Regions from separate parts of the Sus scrofa genome. Here all the other regions are linked to region 3. Evidence: chromatin contacts called from public Hi-C and HiChIP or PLAC-seq data. All regions are on one chromosome and are shown on one strand. The core of a region is the stretch at or near the end of the contact, and the rest is flanking DNA. Distances in the headings are between cores, read along the strand shown. Region 1 holds the start of TOB1 (transducer of ERBB2, 1). Region 2 holds the start of MBTD1 (MBT domain-containing protein 1). Region 3 holds the start of SPAG9 (C-Jun-amino-terminal kinase-interacting protein 4).

The links. Hi-C and Micro-C count contacts between places; a contact is called where the count stands out from the background. HiChIP or PLAC-seq counts read pairs in DNA pulled down with a chosen protein or histone mark.
Region 1: a contact with region 3 is called in a Hi-C map of epiblast stem cells, with 2.6 times the contacts expected there. The contact joins the promoter of TOB1 here to the promoter of SPAG9 in region 3. A contact is called at or near these places in 2 of 47 Hi-C or Micro-C datasets (epiblast stem cells and liver) and 1 of 2 datasets of contacts at active chromatin or transcription factors (alveolar macrophages).
Region 2: a contact with region 3 is called in an H3K27ac HiChIP or PLAC-seq map of alveolar macrophages. The contact joins the promoter of MBTD1 here to the promoter of SPAG9 in region 3. A contact is called at or near these places in 1 of 5 promoter capture datasets (liver), 2 of 47 Hi-C or Micro-C datasets (embryonic fibroblasts and liver) and 1 of 2 datasets of contacts at active chromatin or transcription factors (alveolar macrophages).

Annotation. Positions count from the first base shown.
Region 1 is chr12:27,118,507-27,121,352 of Sscrofa11.1, forward strand. TOB1 (transducer of ERBB2, 1) reads right to left here and starts at 1,400. Exons shown (of 12, transcript NM_001123205.1): 1 at 1,144-1,400.
Region 2 is chr12:27,524,961-27,527,677 of Sscrofa11.1, forward strand. It overlaps MBTD1 (MBT domain-containing protein 1), which reads right to left and starts at 1,452. Exons shown (of 17, transcript XM_021067227.1): 1 at 1,203-1,452. It overlaps UTP18 (U3 small nucleolar RNA-associated protein 18 homolog), which reads left to right and starts at 1,220. Exons shown (of 14, transcript XM_003131596.5): 1 at 1,220-2,010. The coding sequence starts at 1,621.
Region 3 is chr12:27,368,986-27,371,685 of Sscrofa11.1, forward strand. SPAG9 (C-Jun-amino-terminal kinase-interacting protein 4) reads right to left here and starts at 1,279. Exons shown (of 34, transcript XM_021067194.1): 1 at 780-1,279. The coding sequence starts at 1,082.

The DNA.
Region 1 (2,846 bases), core at 150-2,649, 250 kb before region 3:
AACAAAAGAAACAATGAATTTCAAAAATTTATTGATTATTCTGCTGAAAGGGCAGAGTTTCTGAGTTTTACTCTGATTTTTAAAATCACCTCCATCCCTCGTGATAAGAAAACAGCCGGACAGGCGGGTACGATAAGGTCGACCTTTAAACGTTTGCTGGATCAGCACTGGGTGGGGATAAGGAAAGATCAAGGGCAAACAGAAGATATTTGCAAAGGAGGGATCTGAGGTTGATCTAAAAGGACATTTAAAAATCAAGTTGATAATTCATCTGTTTCATTTTTCCATACTCGTAGTGACAAAGGAGAAAGAGTCCCCGGCTGCCCTAAACTACAAACACTCTCCAAGCCAAAAGCCCTGAGTGCTGGCAAAGGCAGCCGATTAGGCCAAATTGCTTGAAGGTGCAGCCGAGCGAAATTCAGGCTCGGCAGAAGGTAGTTTCAAAGCAACGCCTTAAGACAGGAGCGTGAAGAATTACATAAACAGCCAGTTGGGTCTCATTAGATTTCTGCTCACAGCCCTCGGAGCCCAAGCGCTACAGCGGCAGCAGCCAAGAGGAGGAGGAAGAGAGTACAAGTCTCCTCCTCCAAGGAGGAGGAGGAGGAGGAAGGCCACGAGAGATGGAAACGCGACCATTTGGGGCCAGGGGCCCGGACACCCGGCGGGTCGCCGCGCCGGCTGCACCGGGTCAGCCGCTCCCTCCCCCCGCCCCAGCCGTAACCCGACCCGCCGCTCCCTGCCCCCGCCTCAAGGCTCCTGGGACCCGGCCAGAGCCTGGGGAGCGCTGGTTCCCTGGCACCATTTTCGGGCCGGCCAGCCACCCGCCCCGCGGAGCCCAGCGTTCCCTTCGCGTTCGCTGCTGCTCCTGGGCACCCCAACCCCCGATTCCCATCAGCTCGCCCCGGGCCGCCCTTCCCCGGTCACCCGGCCCCGCCGAGCCCAAAGCGCCGGCCAGCCCCGCCTCCAGCTCCCGGGCGCACCCGGGCCCCTCGGAGCTACCTCGGGTCGGGTGTTGAGAGCCGCTCCCCTCCACGCCCGGGCCGCGACGCCGCCGTCCCGAGCCCCCAAGGGCCCGCGGCTCGACGCTGCTGCAGCCCCTCCTCCTCCTCCTCCTGCCCCCGCCCGCCGCCCCTCGATACTTACGGGCTGCTTCCACCACAGACCCAGCGGCTGGGCGGAGGAGAAGGGAGGGTCGGCGGCAGCGAGCTGGCTGGGCCTAGTGCACGCCGACGCTGCCGGGAGGAGGTTGCGGAGGACGAGAGCCTCAGGAGTTCGCCCCTTCTGGCTCGGGTTGGCGAGGACGGGGTCAGGTGAGCGCGCCCACTTCTCCACACAGCCCGGTGCCCGGCCCAGCGTCCCCGTACAGCGCCCACTCCGCGCCGGGCCAGAGCTTTGCTCCTTCTGCCGCGGCGCGCGCCCCGCCTCTCGTTTTATAGTCTCCTCCCCGCCCCCCCATCCCCTCCCGTAGGGGTGCGCGCGCCCGCTCCGCGTCACACAGCTCCGGGCGGCGTCACCATTCCCTATCCTCCCACCCGGCACCCGAGACCCTCACCGGCTGGCTCCGCCCCTGCCCTGCCCCCGGACGCCATTGGCCAAGTCCCTCCTGCCCATGTCCCAAACCGAGGCGGTGGGCCGGGCGGGCAGGCCACACCCCTCGGGCTCCAGGATGGCCAATGAACCGACTATCTGGAGTCACTGTGGGCGGGATTAAGAAAAATTGGAAAGGGATTGGGGGAGAGACGTGCCAGTGAAGGCGACAGAGGTGGTTTGGGGCGGCTGACTCTGCGTCTAGGCCGAGAGCACCGGGGAGGAGGGGGGAGGGGAACGGAGCTGGAGGCGAAGCGGCTGGGGAGAACTGTGGCGAGCTGTCGATCTCGAGAGGGAGGGGAGGATTTACAAAGCATGCTCCACCCGAGTGGGATTGTGGTCGAGGAAAATCCCATTCGTGGACGAGCTACCACGTCGGCCTCCAGTGCACCCAAGAGAGCTTAGAAAAAGGGCGAACTGTGACAAGGACTCGTGCACTCGGTTAATTAAATCACCGCAAGGGCCTAGGCCAACTGCCGTCCAGAGAGGGGCAACTGCAGAATCCAAAGCTGCTGTGCCAGGCTGGGGGTGGGGAAGGGAAGACCACCCGGCCACACCTCCCGCCCCGGTGACAGTTTAACTGCCTCCGCTTCCCACATCAGACCTCCCCGTGCAACCCGGCAGCAACTCGGACGTGGGGGTGTCTTGAGAGTATAAGAAGAATCACATTTTATTCCGAATGTCCCAGTCCAGCCCTCCATGCCAAGTTGCGTACGTATCTAAGTGTATATGTGCATGCGTGTATTTCAAGTGCCTGTTTTAACATGAATACACATAATAAACACAGTGCCTTCCTATATTGTACGTTTAAGATAAAATTATCTTAGTTAAAATATGGGTGAAAAAATAGGGAGCAGGGAAAGACAGGGACTCAAAAGGGGCGGGCAAACGCTTCTTTTTCACAACCTGCAGCAGAGAATTACCCCAAGTTAACACTGGGAGTGGAACCAGGCGTCTCTTACGGCTAAAAATATTACTCACAGGTAGCAACGACGCCTCATTGGCCAGACTTCTCCCCTAGCAACCAGGCGATTGGCCGTCTGGTATCCAGGAGACCGACGTCAAACTCGCACTGGGAAAAGGAGCGAGAAGGTCTAAGGGGAGAGAAGGGTAGGAGGGGGAGAAAGAGGAGCAATGAATGAAACGCCCATTGCCCGGCCTTCCCCTCTCCGCTTTCTTCAGCCCTCAAGGAGTGCTTCCTGGAAAAACACCAATTGGGGCGCCGCCTTCCTCTCAAAACCGAGGGGTTTGCACTCTCT
Region 2 (2,717 bases), core at 202-2,701, 160 kb after region 3:
CCTGGCACACAAAATATAGGCCAGTGAACGGTGGGTGGGTGAGGAGGATGTGAGAGAAAATATGAGAAGTAAAAACGGAATCCACTTAACAGGGACATTAATGAGTCTCATAAGGGCAGGCCAGCAACAATCAGAAGTGAACGGAAAGGGCTTTCCTGGGAAGCAGCGAGCGCGTCTGTAAGGGTTGGGGCAGAGGCCAGGCTACCTACCACTTTTCAGAGAGGCTGCACGGGGGCCGGCTGCCTTGGGTGACCTCTACTGTCTCTTCCGACTCTGAAATGTTAGGATTCTCATTTCACAAAAGGGAACGCGACGGTCATAAAGCCCTCCGACTTAGGACCCTTGTAAATAGGCTGCCTCGTCGGCAGCTTCCCAAACACCACTCCCACCTCTCCCTCCCACACGTGCCCACCCCGCCCCCTTTCAATTTTTCCACCTCCACGTGCGAAACGCCTCGCAGCACTCGCCCCACAGCGGAGAGCGCCTTCCCCTGCAAAGCACCGAAACTCTGCCCCCCTGGGAGAGGTGAGGCGTCCACTCTGCGACCCTGAGCGGCCAAAAAAGGAACTCTCAAATCCAGTCTGCCCCCCTCGCAGCCAGAGCTGAAGGAGGAGGGGGGCGGGACGCAAAGAATAACTTTCTTCTAAAATTTCTCGTCCAGAAAGCGGAGGAGGGGGGGGGGAGAGAGAGAACCCCGAACAGTCCGGGGCTGAGCGGGTGGGGGGAGGGGAAACCCCCTCTCCCCGCATCGTTTAACGGCCGGCAGGGGGGAGGGGGACTCCGGAGGTGAAGGGGGCGTGGGATGGAGAAGCAGGCCAGGGAGCAGGGTCAGGGAGCTGCAGGGGTTCCTGAGGTTGGGGAGCTGCGGGCGTCCCCCCCACCTGGCACACAAAGCAGCTGCCGCGCTCGGCTCTCACCAGATCCTTTGTGTTTTCCATCAGGGCCTCATGGGTAGGGGTTGTCCGTGCTCCCCAGGCCCGCGGCGCCCCCTCCCGAGCTGGGGGCAGACGCCTCTGCCCAGAACTATGGCGACTACAGGGGGGGCCCCGGATGGGCCCAGACCGGTGGCAGCTGCGGCAGCCCCCGGATTTCCCCCCTTTAACTCGGGTGGCCCCAGGATATCAACAACATTAGCATAGCCCTCCCTCCCTAGCGCGCCTGCGCCGTGACCCGCGCCCCGATTGGCCCACTTCCCTACATACCCTCCTCTCAGTCTTCCAGCATGGGACCCTCTGCAGGCTCCGTACTCCACGGGCCGTACCAAGACGAAGGGGTGGAAAAGGCAATTGGGGCTCGTGTAAGTCAAGTGGTTAAAAGTCAGGAAGGAAAGGAGAAATTTCATCCCGTCACCTCAGTTTATACCCTAGCATTCTTGCGTTCCTTTCAATCACTTGTAGCTGCGAAGTTGTGTTGGAAGAAAATTCCCACTCCAGTTACGACGCTTCCCCCTCTACTCGGAAGATTGGTCCTCCCGGAGGAACTCCCACACGGGGAGGAGCTCTTGCGGGGAGTGGGCGTTACGTAGAGCGAGAGAGTGTTGGTCACGTGCTCACAGGCGTTGCAGGCTCTTTCCGGCCTCCGGCAGCCCCAGCAGCAGCGGAAAGCGAGGGGCCTCGGCGCATGCGCAGTGAGGTTCCACGTGAGCGCCCGCGTTCCTTCTCAAACCCAAGGATGCCGCCGGAACGGAGGGGCCGAGCGAGACCGGACAGGACACCCGGAGTGAGACCGGGCCGGAAGACCCAAGTGAAGCCGGGCCGGAGAGCTGGACTGGGGCGGGCTGGGCCGCCCCGAAAGGCTGCTGCTTCATCCCAGCGGCAACCGCCGGCCCCGCCGGGAGCAGCGGCCGCTGCGATAGCAATCGCGGCGGAGGAGGAGAGACGGCTCCGGCAGCGGAATCGCTTGAGGCTGGAGGAGGACAAGCCGGCCGTGGAGCAGTGCCTGGAGGAGCTGGTCTTCGGCGATGTGTTGGACGACGAGGACGCGCTGCTGCGGCGTCTGCGGGGCCCGCGGGTGAGGGAGGCCGAGGCGCGCGGGCTGGGCGCTCGGTGGGCGGTGAGTCTCCAGGGGCGGAGCCTGGGAGACCTGCGGCGCAGAGGAGCTCTCAGGTGGGAGGGAGCCGGGAACGCGGGCGCCCAGGGGTGCCACTCTGAAAGTCTCCGGAGGGCGGAGACAGCGCTTCACTCCCTTGGGAACCGCTTTCCCAGGTATCTAGCAGGCGCTCAATACATACTAATCTGTGTTGAAAGTCTTGAGCATTTTTCGCAGCTCAACCCCATCATCTCCTAAACTCGGTGCTCCTTTCCGCTTGGCCGTTCAGTAGCCTGCCTCAATATCTTGTGATTCGGGGATTCCACCTCGTTTGTGGAGTAAGAATTCATGGGCACGGGCCTGAGAGTCTGTTTTAACAGTTTATCCATATGATAGACTAGCTAGCTTTTGAGAACGATCTTGCCTTCGTCTAGCCAGTAAATCTCTGTGGGCCAGTTTGGCACCAGATACTTTTCCTGGCAATGAGAACCCTGCATAATATTTTTTGCACACTTTTTGCCTCTTTTTTTTTTTTTTTTTTTAAATCCTGAACCTGTTTTTTATTCCAAGATAGGCTATTTCTAGGCATTCTCTAGGCACTGGAAGAGAAGCAGCAATGCAGGAAAACATCCCTTCCTTCTTGGCGCTTTTGTGTTAGTGGTAGAGGCAGAAGATAAAGTTCAGGTATG
Region 3 (2,700 bases), core at 29-2,528:
AGTTAGAAGGCAGCCAAGTGCACCTGTAAACTGCAGTCTATGAAAAGGGTTGCCAGATGTCATCTACACCTCCAACCCGCCTCCCACCGCGCTCCCATCCTCTTTATCAGTTTTTAAAGGGAACTGTCCAAGGTTACCACCTGACAGGAAGGAATACTTTGATGTGGGCTACCAATAAAATAAAAATGCACACTCTCTATATTTAGAGTATTGCTATACAACATCTAAGTGTTGACAAAGTGTCAACCATGGTACATAAAACAAAACAAAAAAAACCCCTCCTTCTCAACAGGGTTAAAACGTCAATAAGAAACTGACCGAAAGAGGGAGATCTCTAACTTCCCAAAACAGCAACCCCCAGGAAAGGTACTGGAATCAGCGGAAGTTACTGAGGACAGAAGTGTTTAAATGCCCCCCTTCCCCAGCCCACGGTAAAAGTTTGAATCGCCGTCTATCTCACACGGTGGTCGGAAACTTCCCTAAACAACAGGCAAGCGGACACCCTAAACTCCTCTCTCAGCCAACCCGAGGTGCCCTCAAGCCAGGCTCTGGCTTCCTCCCCCATCTCACCCTCTTCTGGACACTCACTAGCCTGCCTCAGGGTCCAAACCCGGCCGGTGGTTCCGCGACCTCACGGCCTCCGGGCTCAGTCAGGTGGGCCTCGGCCTCAGGCCCGCCCCCAGGAGACCTGCGCGGCGCTCCTCTCCTCCCGGGACAGACCCGTGACCCCGGCCCGCCCTCAGGCCCAGCCCTCGCCCTCCCCGCCGGCCGGCCCTCACCTCCTCAGCGTGCTTGCGCAGCGCCTTCTCTCGCTCGTACTGGGTGATAAGCTGCTCGTTGTCGTCCCGCAGCAGCTCCAGCTCCACCTGGTGCTCCTGATCCTGCGCGAACACCGAGTCCAGGTTCTCCAGCACGGCCACCACCAGTGGCATCAGCTCCTTGACCACCTCCTCGTCGTAGCGCCCGATGAGCCTCTCGAACTCGCGGTAGATGGAGCCGGCCAGGCCGGACACCCTCTCAGACATCACGGCCCCGGAACCACCGGGCTCCTCCTGGTACACCACACCGTCCTCCAGCTCCATGGTTGCGGGCGGGCGGCCTGCCTGCCCGGGGCGTCACCGGCTGAAGGAGCGACTCGGGCCCGTACGGGACGGGCCGCTGGAGCTAGGGCTGGGGCTGGGCCCGGCGGGGTGGGGGCCGGGGCCGTAGGAGGGGAGGGGTGAGGCGAGCGCACTCAGCCCAACCGCCGCTGCACCAACTGCCGGGGCGGCCGGGCCGCGCGCGCCACACGTCACTCGTGGGGCGGTACCCGCGCCGCGTCGGCCTGTAGGGCGGGGCCCCGCGGGAGGCCGGGCGAGGCCGGGGGCGGGGCCGAATGCGTCACTATGCGCCGGCGGAGGCGGCGTGGCGTCAACACTCGGCGCCGCGCGACGTTGGTACGCCAATGGGAAAGTCTGCGAGAGAGGATGGCGAGAACTGCTGCCCCGGGCGGGGTTTGCTGGGCGAATCCCAGAGGAAAGGGAGGGGTTCTGGAAGAGTGACTAGCAGTCCAGAATTAGCATAGCTAACATTTTATTACTTTTTGCAGCTCATAGAGGGTTTTCTCGTTTGTTCTTCACAGCAGGCTTAGTGCTGTAGAAGTTTGGCCTTCGTTTCACAGACAAGGAAAGTAGGCCCTGAAAAGTTAGGGTTCACTCAAGGTCACACAGCTAGAACGGGAAGGAGGATAATCTGGGATTCAAACCAATTATGTCTGAGAAGTCCCGACCTAGAGAAGTGGAAAACAGAGAGAGAGAGAGAGAGAGAAAGCAACCTTAAATGAGACGAGGTCTGCCTCAGTGATAAGGTGGTCTTGAGTAGGATAGAATTATTTGGGGAAAAGTAGATTAAGGAAAAACTTAAACATAAGACATGCGCGGCATCCTGGAGATGAATAAAACTGGAACACCACATCTTGCACTTTCCCGTACACAATTTTCTCTGCCTCTCCTGGCCAGCTTGGGAGCATGGCATTTCCTGGCTCCAGCCACCCGCCTTTCCTCTAATCTTGAGGAAGTGGGGTGGGGCGGGCTAATAGGGGGTTGGGGAGTGGAAGAGGAAAGAGGTGGAGTCACTGAAGTGAGTAAGTCCTGTTATACTTGAGGTTTCCACCACCTGGTAAAGAATCACGTGTGGGGAATGACACAACACCCAAACCCCTGGAGGGCTGAGTTAAGGATCACTTCCCAGTGCTTCTTTTAGCCTCCGCAAATGTAGAAGACACTCTTAAAACCCCTTATCTCCAGGGGAGGTCACTCAGAAGTTCTCTGGCCTCTACTCTAAGAATAGGGTAGGGCTGGCAGAACTTGGATAAAGAATGGTTTAGCGCTGGAGTCAGCTACCTCTCGGGATCATAAATACCCTCAACTTGGTATTTAAAGTTCAAGTTCTCCCCATCAAGCACAAACTAGTTCTCCAAAGTTTCCCAAATTTAGACCCACTTGGAGACTCACAAAAGCAGTAAGGAGGTTAGCTAAGCTATAAACTCAAAATGACAAAAATGAAGATACTAAGCCTGGAGTTCCGACGTGTTGAGGCAGAATACTAACTCAAGTAGTCAGCATAGGCGCATGAGCTTTGATGCATTCTTTGATATGGCTATTGATTAACATTTGTGGTTTAAGGACTCCAGAGCAACATCCTCACAGGCCAAGCTATAAA